Linked DNA regions of Mus musculus: regions 2, 3, 4 and 5 are each linked to region 1. A link is a contact called in public targeted proximity ligation data. All regions are on one chromosome and are shown on one strand. The core of a region is the stretch at or near the end of the contact, and the rest is flanking DNA. Distances in the headings are between cores, read along the strand shown. Region 1 holds the start of Rps6kb2 (ribosomal protein S6 kinase, polypeptide 2). Region 2 holds the start of Rce1 (Ras converting CAAX endopeptidase 1). Region 3 holds the start of 1810055G02Rik (RIKEN cDNA 1810055G02 gene). Region 4 holds the start of Kmt5b (lysine methyltransferase 5B). Region 5 holds the start of Chka (choline kinase alpha).

Region 1 (2,991 bases), core at 154-2,653:
TCCTGTTGCGCTGCATCCTGGGCTTCTATTCACAGAATGCCAACAGTACTGCCTGTCCTCATGAGTCCTGACAATCAAAGCTTGCCATATGTGCCCTAGCAGGCCAGCTTCTTCCATCCAAGAATTACTCCAAAATCGTATGTATGACAATAGATGCTAAGTCAGCAAGTGTCAAGATAAGGACTGTCTTTATCATGTTTCCGGCTGTCTTCCCGAGACCTGGCACAGGCTGATGGGGATGGCAGCTACTCTGTCTCTGCTGGCTAAGCGAGTGACTCACCTTCCTTAAGACCTTCATGGCATATATTTTTCCCAAGTTGGTGCCTTGCACTTTTCTCACCTGGAACACCTGTAGGGCAGGGGAGACAGGATTAACTTCTCTGACCACACCCCACCTTCAAGGTTGCCCCACCCTAAAGGGACCAAAAGGTCTAAACTCAGCTTAAGGGTGGAACAGTAAAGATCTCCATCAGATTTTGAAAGGATATGCCCTTCCTTCCCCCAGGTCTCCAGCTCTGAATTCCATCAGAGACTCCGTACATTTACAAGCCTATTGGGTGTGAAGGATAGTATGCTGTCTCAGGCTAGAGCTGAGGTCGCCAGGGAGAGAGGGATGTTAGTACCTTGCCATAGCCCCCCTTGCCCAGTACACTCAGTAGCTCAAAGCAGTGGGGCCCGATGCGCTCAGGACCCAGGTTCACGCTGCTCTCTGTCAGCTCTACTTCTTCATAGTGTCCCACTGTCCTAAAGACAGAATAAGTTAATGAGGGAAAGGCTCTAGTGTACTCCAAGTCCCGACCCCTACTCCATACCCCCACCCCCCAAGCAAGACCCTCACTCACTCCAGGCCAGCAGCCCTTAATTCGCCAAGGGGACACACGTCCTGTGAGAAACCAAGTAATAAGAACCATGGGAGGTGCCAGAATACCTCCTCCCAACCTAGGCTCAACTGCTTGGCCCAGGGGAGAGGACCAAGGATAGAAGACAGGAGCAGGGATGGGGAAAGGTTGGGAAGGAGAGACCAAGGATAGAAAAGGAAAGATTGGGTCCAGGGGCTGGGGCTGGGGTTGGGGTTGGGGCTGGATCTGGGTTTGTAGGGGTCACAAACCACTCAGAGTTGGGAGCGCCAGGGTTTTGGTTAACCAGCCGGGCTCCCGGGTCCAGTCGCGCCCGGAGAGAAACACTCACCGCAGGGCTGAACTCCGGTTCGCCCTCGCCCTCGCTCCCTTCCTCGGTCTCCAAGTCTAAATCAAATACGGCCGCCATGGCCCCGCCGGTCCCGCGGGACCCTTGGCCCGGACCAGGCAGAACTCTGACTGACAGCACCGGGCTGTGCCTACGTCATTTCTCCGCGACAGCAGCCGCTCGCTCTGTTGACGCAATAGCTTCACCCACTCTCAAGTCGAGTGGGAAGAAAAGATGGCGCCTGTCGGAAAGCCTCTCGGGAGTCGTAGTTCCAGACATCTGGACCTCCCATCCTGCAAGCCTTATGAATAGAATAGGCTTTACTAGACCATCTTCCTTGTCGGTTTCTCCTGGGCCAGCTCTCGCCCCGAGCCGCGCGCACAGAGGCTCCCATTTTGACTCTGGAGCAAGTTCAAGATTTAATGGGCAGAATTACAGATGCATGAACGTTTAAGTGGCAACTCCTCAGCCCTTCTTAGTGCTGTGAGCTGCCCAGAAAGAAAACTTGTGTCTGTTCGGTTGTATTAGGGGACAGTAAGCTGTATTAGGGACACTCCATACAACCTCCCTGAAGCTCACAGACCCTGCAGGTCTGACATTTTCTGGGCGACTGCCTGGGCTTTGTTTCAAGGCTCCCTTTCTGAAGGGCTCAACACACCTAAATATGGACTTTTGCTAATGTATGCATACCGAGTATTTGAGCTGCCTAGTTCAGAATAGATATTTTAATAGAATATAGTTGAAAGGATGGATGAGAACTGGCGAGATGGTTCAGCGGGTAAAATCACTTGCCATACAAATGGCAAGTGACTGCTGGGGTTCGATCCCAAACGAAGCCTGTCCATTTCTATTGGAGTCTGTCTGGATAGCTTTTCCATTGCACACGGGATGCCCACTGAGGTATAGGATATGAACTCAGATGAACAAAATTTAGGGGTATCCAGGTCTGCAGAGGGATTACTGCCTGAATATGATTTAGGATTATAATTCAAGAAAAAAAAATCTCAAACATACATGTAGATATAAGGTAAGCCCGTAGCAAAGGTCAACCCTGGGGCCCAGCCAATGGGGTGCTTTCTACCTCTCCCTCCCACTTCCCAGCTCCCCACCTACTGAACCTGGGAGGGGAGCACTAGCTAAAACACTGGACTCCGGATACTTCACTAGTTAACAAGTCTTTATTTAGGTAGGCAGGTTTCAGGAGCTGTCCTCGGCTCCTGAGCAAAGACAGGTGTTTTCAGAGTAGCTAGCTCCCTAAAATGAGGAAAGGTGTACACAGAAGTCCCAGGGCCAAGCTAGCTAGGAATGCCAGAGGCCAAAGCAACAAAGCTGGTAGAGATCGTGTGTGGTGTATGGGAGGCAGGTGTTTAGGAGTCTGAGTGCTGCCTATAAATGAAGATAGAAAGGAGAGAGGACCTGGAGGCTAACTGAGCGTTTAAAACAGTAAACAGAGAAGGTTGGCCTTGGCATTCTGTCTACATCCACTATAATAGGAACTTGGAGGCAGTCTTTTTTTTTTTTTCTCTCTCTGAGCCTGCTTCCTCATCTGTAACATAGGGGCACTAGGGTCTGCCTGAAAGCATGAAGGGAAATGTTTACTCCTAGTGCTGAGCACAGACATTTGCTTCTACTGCTCAGGCCAACAGACACAGTGAAGCACGGCCAGACATTTTCAGCAGGCTCTACAACTGTCCTGGGTTTTGCATAAAGGCTAGTGTGCTAATCTCCCATTTCATGGCCTTTGTCCAAGGCTAGGGGCTGGTGAAGGTTCTCTCCTTGTGTAGGTGACAGGAAGAGCTGGACCTA
Region 2 (2,991 bases), core at 344-2,843, 460 kb after region 1:
CCCAGACCCGTGCACGGCGCTAGCATGGGCAGCATGCAAGCCCGGAACACCAGCTCCTCTGTCAGCGGTGCAATAACTTGGTTTCGTAGCCAGCGCATGTCTGTGAGGCAGCGGGCCCAAGAACGAGGGGCTAGAGTGAATATTCAGGATAAGCAGTGAGTGCCTGGTTACTAGAGACATCTGGGCCCTCTCCCACAGATTTACTCGAGCCAAACTCAGTTTAGGAGATCCTGGGAATCAGAATGGGGAAGGGAACAAGCCTTATCAGACCAAATTACAACGGCTTGAGATGGCTGGCAGCAGGAAGGGAAGGCAGCAGTAGATGAGGGAGTCACAGAAAATTCCAGAGGCACCCAAATTTTACCAAGGCCAATCTTTGGGGAAGCCAAATGATGAGAGAGCAGGGGAAGATGCTGTCTGGCCCATATCAAGTGCTGTTTGTGGTCCAGACAGGCCTCCTTGAGTATCACACTTACAGGGTACTCAGCAATGTAATCCATTTTACTGATGTGGAAACACACGCTGAGAGGTGACATCTCACCTCTTCAGTCCAGATCACACCATCTCACTGACTCCTTTCCCCAGTGTTCTGGACTGCCTGTGCCTACCTTTTCCTCAGTCTTGAAGACTCACCCAGGACAACCTTCAGCCCATCTGTCAGGTCACAAGGGCAATCCATAGAGAGCTGCATCAGTGGACCCAGGAAAAGGATCTGGGGGGGGGGGGCAAACATAAAATGAAAGCCTTTTACCACAATCCAATGACCTTGCCCACACCTATGCCCTTGGTCAGCCTCACCAGACCTCAGGTTTCCTGAGTTCTAGGGTTTCCCAGCCATGTACACCAGAAGCTTAGGGGGCCACATCATAATTCCTGTCTTCCATCTGCCAAAAGCTGTACCCAAGCAGGGCACGTCATTACACTAGTGACAACAGAGTTGGAAAAATAAAGCAGGACTCACCATAGTTAGCAGCAGGGGCAGCAGCGCTGCTGGGAAAATGCCCTCCAGCCTGAAGCCCATCAAGGTAAGCAGTGATGTGCCTGGCTGAGCCACAGGAAAGGGGGCGTTAGTGATGTTCCCTCCCACAAAATTCTAGATTCTTCCCCTAGCTGCCCTGTGCCCCACCCACCTCCTTCGCACCTGGATGCCAGTGAGTTCCCTCCAGAGCAGCACGCAAAGAGGGGACAAGCTGGACACTACCAGGACACTGGTGGAACGCCGCTTGATAACAGCGGGGTGGTCCCTAGGAAAAGGGACAGTAAGTTCCGGGGGGCCTGCAGCAACCACGCCAACGCGGCCCCACCCCCGTCCGGCCCAAGCTCCGCCCGCAGCCCCGCCCCACGAGGGCGCAGATCCCGGCCGCGCGCGCATCCCCCGCACCTGGGCAGCTCGCTCTTCCACACGTAGAGGCTGCCCACGTAGGAGCAGGCGAGGCTGAAGCAGGAGAACACAGACACCCAGCAGCACAGCCCCGAGCCCGGGCCGCTCAGCGCGGCTGACTCGGGCTGCCGCTCTGGCCGCGATACCGACAGTAAACGCAGCCCGTCCCCGCCCAGCGCCGCCATCACGCCCGGACCCGTGGCGCGCGGCAGTGACGCGACGGCGTAGGTGACGTCAGGCGGCGGCGCGAGTTGTCGGGTCCCCCGGGCGCCCCTCCCCTTGCACGATAGTTGATACTTTGTGCTTGGAACGGCTTTATTGAAATACAGAAGTTGTGACACACGTGTCCCGGGCTTCCTTGGCTTGCTGGGCGTCTCAGAGAGAATGCTTAGGACCTGTGTCCCGGATTCAGCCACTCGGACAGATTGGATACCTCCTGTAGCCACAAGTCCTGCGGGAGCAGAGGAGGCGGTGGTGAGGACCCGGCGGTGGTAGCTCAGGCCCGCACCCGCCCTGCTCTCGCTGCGGTACCTCCAGGCCGCCCGCAGGGCTAGCTGCCTCTGCCGCCTGGGCCCTGCCGTGGGCCGCTTGGGTCTGCGATCCTCTAGCAGTGAGGGAGACCTCGGTGAGCTCGCGGTCGCGCGTGGCGGATTTTGGCGGGCTCCGGTCTCTTGCTGAGCCCAGAACTCGCGATTCTTCCCTGCCATGGTTGGGGCTGCCCCTCTTGGGCCTCTTGTTTTCTGCTTGCCCGATGGATTCTAGGAGAGAACAAGCCCATTTCATCTTACTCCCGAAGATTTGTGCCAATGCTACAGAGATTGTTGGGGCAGGGGTATCGTTCTAAATTAACTCTCCCGCTCCACCTTTCCGGATGAAAACATTTCAGTACCTGACCTCCCATGATAGGCGACATCTAACTTTCCGCCCAAACTAGGTGATATGCATTTCAAGTTCCTCTCTGAACCTAAGCTTTGCTTCGGGCAATAAGCAACTCAATCTCTCTCTGGTATTGTTCTAGGCAGTTACTACAGAGGCAGCTTTTTGTTGTTGATGTTCAGACAGACTCTCTTGAAACCCAGGCTAGCCTTAAAGTGATCATCTTGCTTCTAACACCCAAGTGCTGGAATTAGACACTCGTGAACATGCTTTAGCTCAGCGGTTCTCAACCTGCGGGTCGCACATCAGATACTTACACTGTGGTGCATAACAGTGGCAAAATGACAGTTAATTAGTAACACTGAAGATAACTGTATGGTTGGGGATCACCACAGCACGAGGCACTGTATTAAAAGGTGGCAGCGTCAGGAAGGTTGGGAACCACCATCACTAATCCGTAGTAGATCCAGTTTTGGAAGAACAAACACAGAGGAGGATCAAACTCGGTATTGACAAGCAAACCAACTCTGACACTGAGCTACATCCCCAGCCTCGCAGGTGCAGATTTACAGAGTCTTGCCTTGGCTGATTCCTCCTGAGTCAATGAATGCACGTTTCTCTGGAAAGGCTAATGTGCACATACTAAGTACAACGCACAAGTCCTATTGAGTAGCTTTAAAGTAGGAATGCATGCGGTTGCTACTCCAAGTCCCTCAATCACTGTGGAAGGCGGC
Region 3 (2,991 bases), core at 205-2,704, 460 kb before region 1:
CCTCCAGCTGCTTTCAGCAAGCCATTGATGGGCAAATTCCACACAGCGGAAAGCAGGTTGTGCTGATGACAGCACAGCAAGGCTTATATATAGTCTTAATAGAGCTCAGAGCAGGGTCCATTGGTTTCTGATCCCAGGACTCAAGACAGGTTATAAAACTAGAAATAGGCCAGCCATGGTGGCACATACTTTTAATCCCAGCAGGCAAACAGATTTCTGTGAGTTCAAGGCTAGGATGATCTACATAGCAAGCCCCAAACCAGCCAGGGCTGGACTGTGAAACCCCAAACCAGCCAGGGCTGGACTGTGAAACCCCAAACCAGCCAGGGCTGGACTGTGAAACCTTGTCTCAAAACAAAACTGGCAACGATGATCGCTTTGGATGGGCATGGTAGGAGACCTAAAAAGGGTTTTACACAAATTGGCATTCAGTAGCAGAATTCACCTACTGACTTGCAAAACCTACTTTACGTTAAATTCTTTCTTTAAAAATTATGTATGCTGGATGCAGTGGCCCATGACTTTAATCCTAGCACAGGAAGTCATGAGGCAAGTGATCTCTGTGAGTTCAAGGACAATTGGATCTATGCAGAGTTCCAGTACAGAAGGGATACAAAGAGAGACCCTGACTCAAAAATAAAATACAAACATTATGTATGGGAATTTTGCCTACTCCAATACATATTATGTATGTACGTGCACTGGAGGCCTTAAGGCATGGAATCTCCTGGAACTGCTCTTTCAGATGGTCGTGAGCCACCGTGTGGATGCTGGGAATCAAGCGGGGTCATCTGCAAGAGCATCAGTGCTCTTAACTGCTGAGCCATCTCTCCAACCCTAATCTTTTAAAATTAAAAGCAAGTCTCACAGGCTTTCCATTTCGTCCCACGTGTCATGCCACGTGTAAAATTCCAAAGCCCTTTGTGAGACTGTTTCTGGACTTGAAAACAAAAGCGAGATCTTCTTGCAGGATTAAATCAGTGTATTGCCTTTCAGGTGAAATGCTTAGCCAGAAGCTGGCAGGTGCAGTGTGTGCAAAGCAAACCTCAGTAGCCAAGCCATGCCTGCGAGCAAGGACAAGGCTGGACCGCCTTAAGGAGTTGAATAGCCGATGGGAAGAAAGATCAGGAACCGGGTCAGAAGAGCCTCATAAAGTACCTCATGAGGCCTTCTAGAGCTGCCCTGTCCAGACCAGCCATCGTCCGAGTACATCTGCGCTCACCTGATCTGACCCCTCTTCTCCCCGGCTTCTGGGAAAAGCCCTAGACACAGACATAGCCTACAAGTCCCTGGATCGCTCACTTCCGTTAGATCGGCTCCAAATAGCTCTGCGTGGCCAAGGCGGGACCAAGTTGGAAGGCAGCTCCTGAAGCAGGCGTGGCCTAAACAAACCACGCCCACCGCACGCGGCCGCGCGTGCCAGCGACAGCCTATTGGTCCCGCTTTCGTGACGTCTTTCCGGGGCAGTCCGGGTGGGGTCCAGCGCGCACCAGTGAGCTGAGCTAACTGGGTTTCGCTGCGGTCCACGTCCCCGCGCGGGGCTGAATCGCTGAAGTGGCTGCGCTGCGGTGTGAGGGCCACGGGCCTGCCGCGTCCGGGTAAGTGACCCGCACTGCTGTCCAGGGAGCTGTCGTGAAGGCCCCATGAGCCGCTTGGGGATGGACAGCGAGGTGCGGGGCGGAGGAGGGATGAATGGGGACCCGGTGCGCTAGGCGGTGAGGAATGGAGATTCAAGGCGGAGGAGGGAGGAATGGGCCGAGCCCTTAGAGAAGCATGGATGCGCAGGAGGAGGAGGAGGAGGTGGGCTGACGGCGATCGCCAGTCGATGCTGGGCAGTTTGCGAGCACTCTACGGACATTCGAGAGTAGGCGAGTCTTGGATCAGGCTGTACCCTAGAAGGTGTTGGTCTCGGAAATAGTTGAGGCCTGCACCCCAAACTCTTCTACCTACCAATGAGGAAAATCCATCACATTTTTCCTTCCTCCTCATTTGTCTACTTGCCTGCCTCCCCTTGTGGCCGCTAGCTTGTGCGCTTAACGGTCTGGCTGGAGCTTAGAAGTCCAACTCTTAAAAACTTGTATTACTTACACCCCGACCCCTAGGAACCAGCTCTAAAATTTCAATAAGTCAACCAGCAAACTGTTTAAAATACAGGTTTTCCGTTTATAAATTAGACTCGCCTGTTGGACAGCAGAATATCAGAAATACTGGCTTAGCAAGCGTTTAGAACACAGACCTTTGGCATTTTGGTAGTGAGACCTGAACTTTCAGATACCTGGAGATAAGCGGTGCAGTTAAGATAATATTTAATGTTCTGGGATCGTGGGCTAATGTCTGCCACGTGGATACATCCTTTAGATCACAGGGCAATGTCTGTGTACATAATACGTCCAAGCAGGTGATGTGTCAGGATTAGGTAGGTGACTGTGGTTTGTCCTGTACTAGCTTTCCCAATTTCTGTTCTGTAATTGTGTAACTTCCCTAGCGTGGAGTAGAGACGGGGGCCCTGCTGATAGGGATTATTAATGGTCTTTGCTGAGTCTGGACTTCTTGAATTGAAATCTGTGTATGTCAGAGAAAAAGCTCACCAATTTGAGGTCTAGTGATGTGTATATAGCAATCCACACATCATAAAGGCATTAAAGGCAAGGCAAGATTGGGAGTGCAATCTGTCAAACAAACATTAGAGGAATTGGGCAGCATCTCAAGGGTTAGTTGTCACTTGGGGACTCACACAAGTCACCTGGCTGAACTTTAGTAGGAACAGCTCAGGAAATGCAGACTTAAAGTCTTATGTGTATAGACATTGCCCTGTGGTGGAAAGGGTGTGCCCGTGTGACACGATGGAATTGAGAACATGATACTGGCCTTCTTGTATGAGCTGGCAGAAGGTGTCCTGATGCTGATTCCCTGCAGATCCTGTGGGGACCAATTCCCAAAAAGAGACTCAACCCCAGTCTGTTTGTTCTAGTTTCTGAGTTAATACTTGGT
Region 4 (2,991 bases), core at 341-2,840, 400 kb before region 1:
GTTCAGCTCTTTGGCATTTGGTATCAAACGTGGCAGAAGCAACTTTAGTGTCTCTGGCACATATTTGGAGCCAAGTCCTATAGAAGTCTTGTGGGGTAGCGGTATTAAGAAACTAGAAAAACACAACAAAACTAAGATCAAAGGAATTGTTAGCTGTGTCTACAAAAAGGGAATACAGCAGGATAGATCCGATGCAACAGGTGACTGGAAAGGGCAGGAAGTCGACCTGAAGTGTCAAGCCCTGTATCTCCTGTGACTGGTCTCCTATGCCCACTGCCCACTCCCAAGATGGTCTGTAGACTGAGGATACAGGTCACACAGCTGAGGTCAGCACAGGAATTCTGGTTTTGAAGAAATATACCTTCCCAGCTATGTGTCCTTAGCAGGTTTCTGTGCCTCTGTTTCCCATCTATGGAAGGGGATAACAAGCGTCGTCAAGTACTCAAGATCAAAGAGGCAAGGGCAATGGGAGCTAAGTTGGTATTTGCTTGACTCTGCTGAGCCATCCTCTAGAAAATGCCTACTATGCTAAGGTATGTGAGTGTTCAGTGTGGTAGTGGTGTTTGCAGGGAACCGAGGCAGGCTGGGGCCCTCCTGCAATGGCCTCAGCTGTTCTCCCTGTCTCATGTGTCGCTGGAGTTGCATTCTTTCTTTCCATTGCCTGGACATTTTCGTACCTTTCCATAACACCCTCCACCTCACTCAGGTGTTTGCTTCAATACGTGACAACCTCAAACACCTCCTTCAGGTCCCAACCACCTGCTTCACTTTAAAGCCTGCGTTTTTCATAGAATAGTGTATAAGAGGCTCTGGCTCCAGCCCTGAGTAGTTGAAAAGTCACCCAACTAGTCCATGCCTCAATTTCCCTGTGTGTAAACTGGAACCCACAATACTCTCGACCTCTGGGGATTACCCTGAGGGACAAATAAAGGGACACACCAGATCGTTGGGAACGACGTCTGGTTAGGGACAAGGATGTGACCCTCGTTATTGTTGTGAGGCACCCCTTATCCAACTGCAAGATCCAAGGGGTGGGGCTTCACCATACCCCAGGCGTGGGTGCAAGCCACTCCGGATCTTCCGCCCCAAGCTCCCGGAGGACCAAACCGCCTTTCTTGCGCCGGTTGAGCCCGAAGAGGGCGAGGAGTGGCTGCGTCGTGGAAAGGTTGTCACTCAGTAGGTGCTCAAGGAGCGGCCGGTGTCAGCACGGGGGACCCAAAGCACGCTCCCTCCCCGCCTCCCGCGTGGTACCGTTCAGGTGGCCCACATGGTCTTGAAGGGTGTTTCTGCTTCCAACGACACCCATCCCCACAACAAAGAAACTCGCCATTCCCGGCCGCCTCCCCTCAGTGCACCCCGGAGGCACAGCGGGCCCGGAGCGCCGTGCGCCTCGCAGTTGCCCCCTGAAATCGCAGCTCGGGAGCTGTCCCTGGTAGGTGCAGGTGCGCACGAGACGGGGGCGGGGGCCAACCCCGCGGGGCAGCAAGCGGCCGGGGTACTAGGTGGCGCCCACCGGGCGCGCGGCGACGCCGCCTCCACCGAGATTTAAAGGGCAGCCGGGCGGAGGGATCTTCGAACGACTCTCGCTGCGATCCCTCCGCCTCGAGGCTCAGCGACGGCAACGACGTGGTTTCTTTGGTGGTGGTGGTGGGGGGGATTTACTCTTGTGCCTCCGCTGTCGGGTGCCGCGGCAGGGAACTTCATTCTCTCTGGTGTCTCTCAGCCTCTTCCCGCAGAATTCCGTCGAAGCCATCGCGGCCACTAGCGCGGAGCAAAGGTGCGCGCACGCTCGGTGTCGGCGTGGTGTCCCTCCGCCGTCAGTCGTGGACTCCTTTTCGTGTCCTTCCACCGAGCCCGGGCGGTGTCCGGGTGGCTCACCGGGGGCGGCGACGCGTCTGCGGCGCGGCAGCGAGGCTCGGGGGCTATGAGGTGAGGACGCCCGGGGACCGGAGGCGGCACCCGGCGCTGCGCGAGAACGCAGGACGCGAAGCCCCGAAGTCGGCGGATGCCTCTCAGATCCCGCGACTGCGCGCGAGGTGGAGGTGAGGCCCGAGGACTGTGAGGCGGGGGTGGCCCGGCGCTGCGAGCCAGGGCTCGGGGACAGGGGCTTGGCGCGGGCCGCGGTGGTGGCCGTGGCGGCAGGGTTGGGGGGGCCCCTCGGCGGACGCGGACTCCTTTATTTCCCCCCCCCTTCCGTCAGCGGAGGCAGCGGGCGGTGCTACGTCCGTGCCGCCATATTGGATTTTACTCTCCAATTTTTTTTTCTGAGGAAATATTTTTTGGTGATTAATTTTTCTGGAGGGACCAAAAAGTGTAGCCGGGCGCTTCGGGAGCTCGGTGGCGGAGCTCTTGGACGGGCCCGGTGCTGGAAGACCGGCAGTGCTGGCGGTGAGCCGCGGAGGACGTACGTGCGTGCGTGCGTGCGTGCAGGAACCGGGCCGCGGGGCGGGGCTGCGGGGCCGGGGCGGCCGGGCGAGCGAGCACGGCCTGCAGTGTTGGCGGCGGCCGGAAGGGAGCGGTAGCGGTCGGCGAGGGCCGGGTCGCGGCCGCACGAGGGGAGCTGCTCGGCCGCTCGGGATTGGGGGACTGTGTTTTTCCTCTTCTCCAATGGGCGGCCGGCAAGCGTCTCGCCCAATCTGCTCGCGCCGGCTCGCCGAACTTTCGGTTGTTTTTGTTTTGGCCCGAGCCTCGTTTCCTGTTGCTCCAGGCTCAGACTGTCGCGCGCGGGGGTGGGGTGGGGGTGGGGGGCAGTCGCTCGGGCCCCACGCAGTGGCACTGGCGTCACTCGATCTGTCATCCGCTCGTTCAGCCAGAGTGCAAGAAGGAGAGGAGGAGACGTGAAGTTCATCTTGAACTTTCTGATGGCGCTCACTCTGAGACAGTCCTCTCAGAGGAGCAGACAAGATGGATTGCCTGACTTGATTTGTTTGTTTGTTTTTTAAACCTGCTTTCTAGACTTAAAACTGTCTGACACAGGCCTGAGGGGTTGGG
Region 5 (2,991 bases), core at 284-2,783, 310 kb before region 1:
AAGGCCAGTGACACAGCCCCACCTCCACGTGGGCTGGTGTTTTCAAAGTCCTCCGTTCCCTTATCTAAATGCCTTCCTGAATGGAGACGTTGATTTCTTACTGTTCTAGCAACCAGTGGTATTCCTAGGCCAGGCCTCTTTTTTTTTTTTTTTTTTTCCCCTACTTGTCTGGAGTTCAACTCCAGGCCTAGCTCCACGGGATCGTCCAAAGTCTCTTTTCATTTGCACTCCTTCCCCCGCCCCCCCCCCCCCACTCCCCAGACAGTCTCACTATGGAACTTGGGCTGTCCTGAAACTTACTGTGTAGACTAGGCTGGTCTTCAGCCCATAGAGATCTGGCCTCTGCCTCTGTGCCTCTCAAGTGCTGGGATTAAAAGCATGTGCCATTATGCACAGATTATTTGCACTCTTTTGTTCAGTAAGATCACTTTTGGGGGAGTAAGTCCAGATAAGTACCTACCTACTCTTTTTGAAGAGTTTTTGGCTTCCAGCAGACTGTGAAAACCCACAAAGAAGCCATTTTCTGCATGCTGGGGTATAGCTAGAAAGAAATCTCTCTTTCTAGCTATACCCCACAACACAGACCTGTAGTTTTATATTCTTTGTAGCCTCAATTACTTCCTGGAAGGACTGAATGATGAGACCAAAGAATGAGGCAATGTGTGGGCATACAGCATAGGGGCCTTGGCCCCCTTCCATGCCCTAGGGCAAAGGTACATTAGTCATGGTCACGCGACTGGACAGCCCGGAAGAGGGGGGGGGCAGATGACAGCATCCACAAAGCCAGGAATCGCGAACCAAGCACCTTTGGCCGGCAATTCTGGAGGCCGTTGAGGCCAGTCTGTTAGGAAGATGTCCTGAGAATCTAGCTGACATCCTCAGCACCACGGACAGGGAAACTGAGGCTGCAGGCACGTAGAGGGGGAGGCTTCTCTCTGAGCGGAGAGCGCAGCCAGCTGGCAAGTGGGTGTGTGGCCTTGACCCAATCTCTTTTTGATATTAGACCTGCAGATGGATAACGCCTCCGGCCAGGAGTTGTATTGGGCATGGAAGCATCTCGAACAGGGCCTCGGAAATGTTGTAAAAACACACCCACAGAGCTCCTTTGGGAGCTGCCTTGCCCTAAGGTCACGCGGAAAGAGCAGCCAGCCTCCAGACACCATTTTCCTGCAAAGTCCCCGGGGCCTTTCAAATCATCACTTTCAGACCTGGGGGCGTCTAAGGAAAGTTTCCCTTTCAACATCCACTCTAGGGTCTGCCAAAGCTGCAGAAGCCTCGCCTCTCCTGCCCTAAGAGGCTCGAGTCCGCAAAGGCGCCACCTTGTGAGTGCAGGCAATTGAGATAGCCTTTACAGGACCCTCGCGACCCCTAGACAAGGCCCCGCCCCCGGTGCGCCGACCCCTCCCTCATCGTGGACTCACCGCCTGAGCCTAGGAGGGGCTGTGCCGCAGCCAATGGGAAAGCGGCGTGGCGAGGGTGGCGGCGGTTGTGATGCGCCAAAGCGTCCAATCAGCGGCGAGCGCGGGGGCGGGCGGTGACGCTGGGCTCTCCGCGTGCAGCGCTGTAAAGGAGCGAGCGCCGCGGCCCCCTATAGCAGTCGCCTGCCGTCAGCCTCCCGCGCTCGTCTCTCGTTACTGCTGCCTGACGTCCATTGCTGCCTCTCCCCGCCGTCGCCGACGTCGCCTCCCCGCGCGCTCCCACAACCGCCGCCCGGCCGGTCAGTGAAGCCGGCGAGCCATTCCCCGCGCCGGCCCCCAGAGGCGGGCATCCAGCCGGACCCTGAGTGTGGCCCTCTCGTGCTGTGGCCGCCCGCGCCTTCTCGGCCGCTTGTCCAGCATGAAAACCAAGTTCTGCACCGGGGGCGAGGCCGAGCCGTCGCCTCTCGGGCTGCTGCTGAGCTGCGGTGGCAACGCTGCCCCGACGCCCGGCGTAGGGCAGCAGCGGGACGCCGCAGGCGAGCTGGAGTCCAAGCAGCTTGGTGGCCGAACCCAACCTCTCGCGCTGCCGCCGCCGCCGCCGCCGCCCCTGCCGCTGCCCCCGCCGCCATCACCGCCGCTAGCGGACGAACAACCCGAGCCCCGGACCAGGCGCAGGGCCTACCTGTGGTGTAAGGAATTCCTGCCCGGAGCCTGGCGAGGCCTTCGCGAGGACCAGTTCCACATCAGTGTCATCAGGTCAGTGGCTGCGGCACCGCGCGGTGGTGGTGGGGGCGGTGGGGGGTGAGGCTGGAGGGCGGGGCGGGGCGGCGGCTTGGGTAGAGGTGATCGCCGCGCCGGTGTCCGGAGCACAAACCCCGCAGCGCGGAAGGCCGCCTGCGGGCGAGCTTTGAGAAAATGTGTGCTGGGTTGCCGTCCCTTGCGGAAGAACAATACTATGTAGTTATACAAGCACATTCTGTACCAAAGCTCAAAATAGATGTGTCTAGGAAGCCGTTTCTCTGCGAGGGCCTTGAATGAAAAAAGGGATGTTGTTCCCAGCACTCGGGAAGCAGAAGCAGGCGGATTTCTGAGTTCGAGGCCAGCCTGGTCTACAAAGTGAGTTCCAAAACAGCCAGCTCTACAGAGAGAAACCCTGTCTCGAAAAACGAAAAAAAAAAAAAAAAAAAAAGGAAAGAAAAGAAAAGAAAGAAAAGAAAAAGGGATGTTGTGGCTGGGCTTTAGAAAAAGAGGGAGGAGCCGGGCGTGGTGGCGCAAGCCTTTAATCCCAGCACTCCGCAGGCAGAGGCAGGCGGATTTCTGAGTTCAAGGCCAGCCTGGTCTACAGAGTGAGTTCCAGGACAGCCAGGGCTACACAGAGAAACCCTGTCTCGAAAAAACAAACAAACAAAAAAAAAAAAAAAAAAAAAAAGAAAAGAAAAAGAAAAAGAGGGAGGAAAAATCCCCGGGGAACTTTTCCTTGTAGTACTTCTAGTCTGTAGTTTGATCACAACCCCCTCCCGCTCCAGAAATTCACCTTTGGCACTCAGTGAGCAGAAGCAGGCGGATCTCTTTA

What was found.
Region 2: a contact with region 1 is called in a targeted proximity ligation map of pancreatic cancer cells. A contact is called at or near these places in 1 of 484 Hi-C or Micro-C datasets (the HL-1 cell line) and 1 of 130 datasets of targeted methods (pancreatic cancer cells).
Region 3: a targeted proximity ligation map of pancreatic cancer cells shows a contact between it and region 1. A contact is called at or near these places in 1 of 39 promoter capture datasets (neural stem cells), 1 of 484 Hi-C or Micro-C datasets (erythroblasts) and 1 of 130 datasets of targeted methods (pancreatic cancer cells).
Region 4: a targeted proximity ligation map of pancreatic cancer cells shows a contact between it and region 1. A contact is called at or near these places in 2 of 39 promoter capture datasets (neural stem cells and pre-B cells) and 2 of 130 datasets of targeted methods (embryonic stem cells and pancreatic cancer cells).
Region 5: a contact with region 1 is called in a targeted proximity ligation map of pancreatic cancer cells. A contact is called at or near these places in 1 of 39 promoter capture datasets (pre-B cells), 3 of 130 datasets of targeted methods (bone marrow-derived macrophages, embryonic stem cells and pancreatic cancer cells) and 2 of 9 other capture datasets (adipose tissue and pancreatic islet).

What each region holds. Positions count from the first base shown.
Region 1 is chr19:4,161,980-4,164,970 of GRCm38.p6, forward strand. Rps6kb2 (ribosomal protein S6 kinase, polypeptide 2) reads right to left here and starts at 1,404. Exons shown (of 15, transcript NM_021485.3): 1 at 1,189-1,404; 2 at 843-883; 3 at 624-744; 4 at 281-349. The coding sequence starts at 1,266. Carns1 (carnosine synthase 1) reads right to left here. Exons shown (of 10, transcript NM_134148.2): 10 at 2,345-2,991.
Region 2 is chr19:4,624,052-4,627,042 of GRCm38.p6, forward strand. It overlaps Rce1 (Ras converting CAAX endopeptidase 1), which reads right to left and starts at 1,594. Exons shown (of 8, transcript NM_023131.2): 1 at 1,382-1,594; 2 at 1,142-1,244; 3 at 962-1,045; 4 at 634-712; 5 at 1-130. The coding sequence starts at 1,566. Gm960 (predicted gene 960) reads right to left here. Exons shown (of 15, transcript NM_001033447.3): 15 at 1,790-2,139. The coding sequence ends at 1,790.
Region 3 is chr19:3,706,839-3,709,829 of GRCm38.p6, forward strand. It overlaps 1810055G02Rik (RIKEN cDNA 1810055G02 gene), which reads left to right and starts at 1,455. Exons shown (of 4, transcript NM_028077.3): 1 at 1,455-1,598. Gm36608 (predicted gene, 36608) reads right to left here and starts at 1,330. Exons shown (of 3, transcript NR_167751.1): 1 at 1,223-1,330.
Region 4 is chr19:3,766,299-3,769,289 of GRCm38.p6, forward strand. It overlaps Kmt5b (lysine methyltransferase 5B), which reads left to right and starts at 1,591. Exons shown (of 11, transcript NM_001379678.1): 1 at 1,591-2,042.
Region 5 is chr19:3,850,240-3,853,230 of GRCm38.p6, forward strand. Chka (choline kinase alpha) reads left to right here and starts at 1,534. Exons shown (of 12, transcript NM_001271496.1): 1 at 1,534-2,174. The coding sequence starts at 1,837. It overlaps Gm51271 (predicted gene, 51271), which reads right to left and starts at 577; the gene lies at 528-577.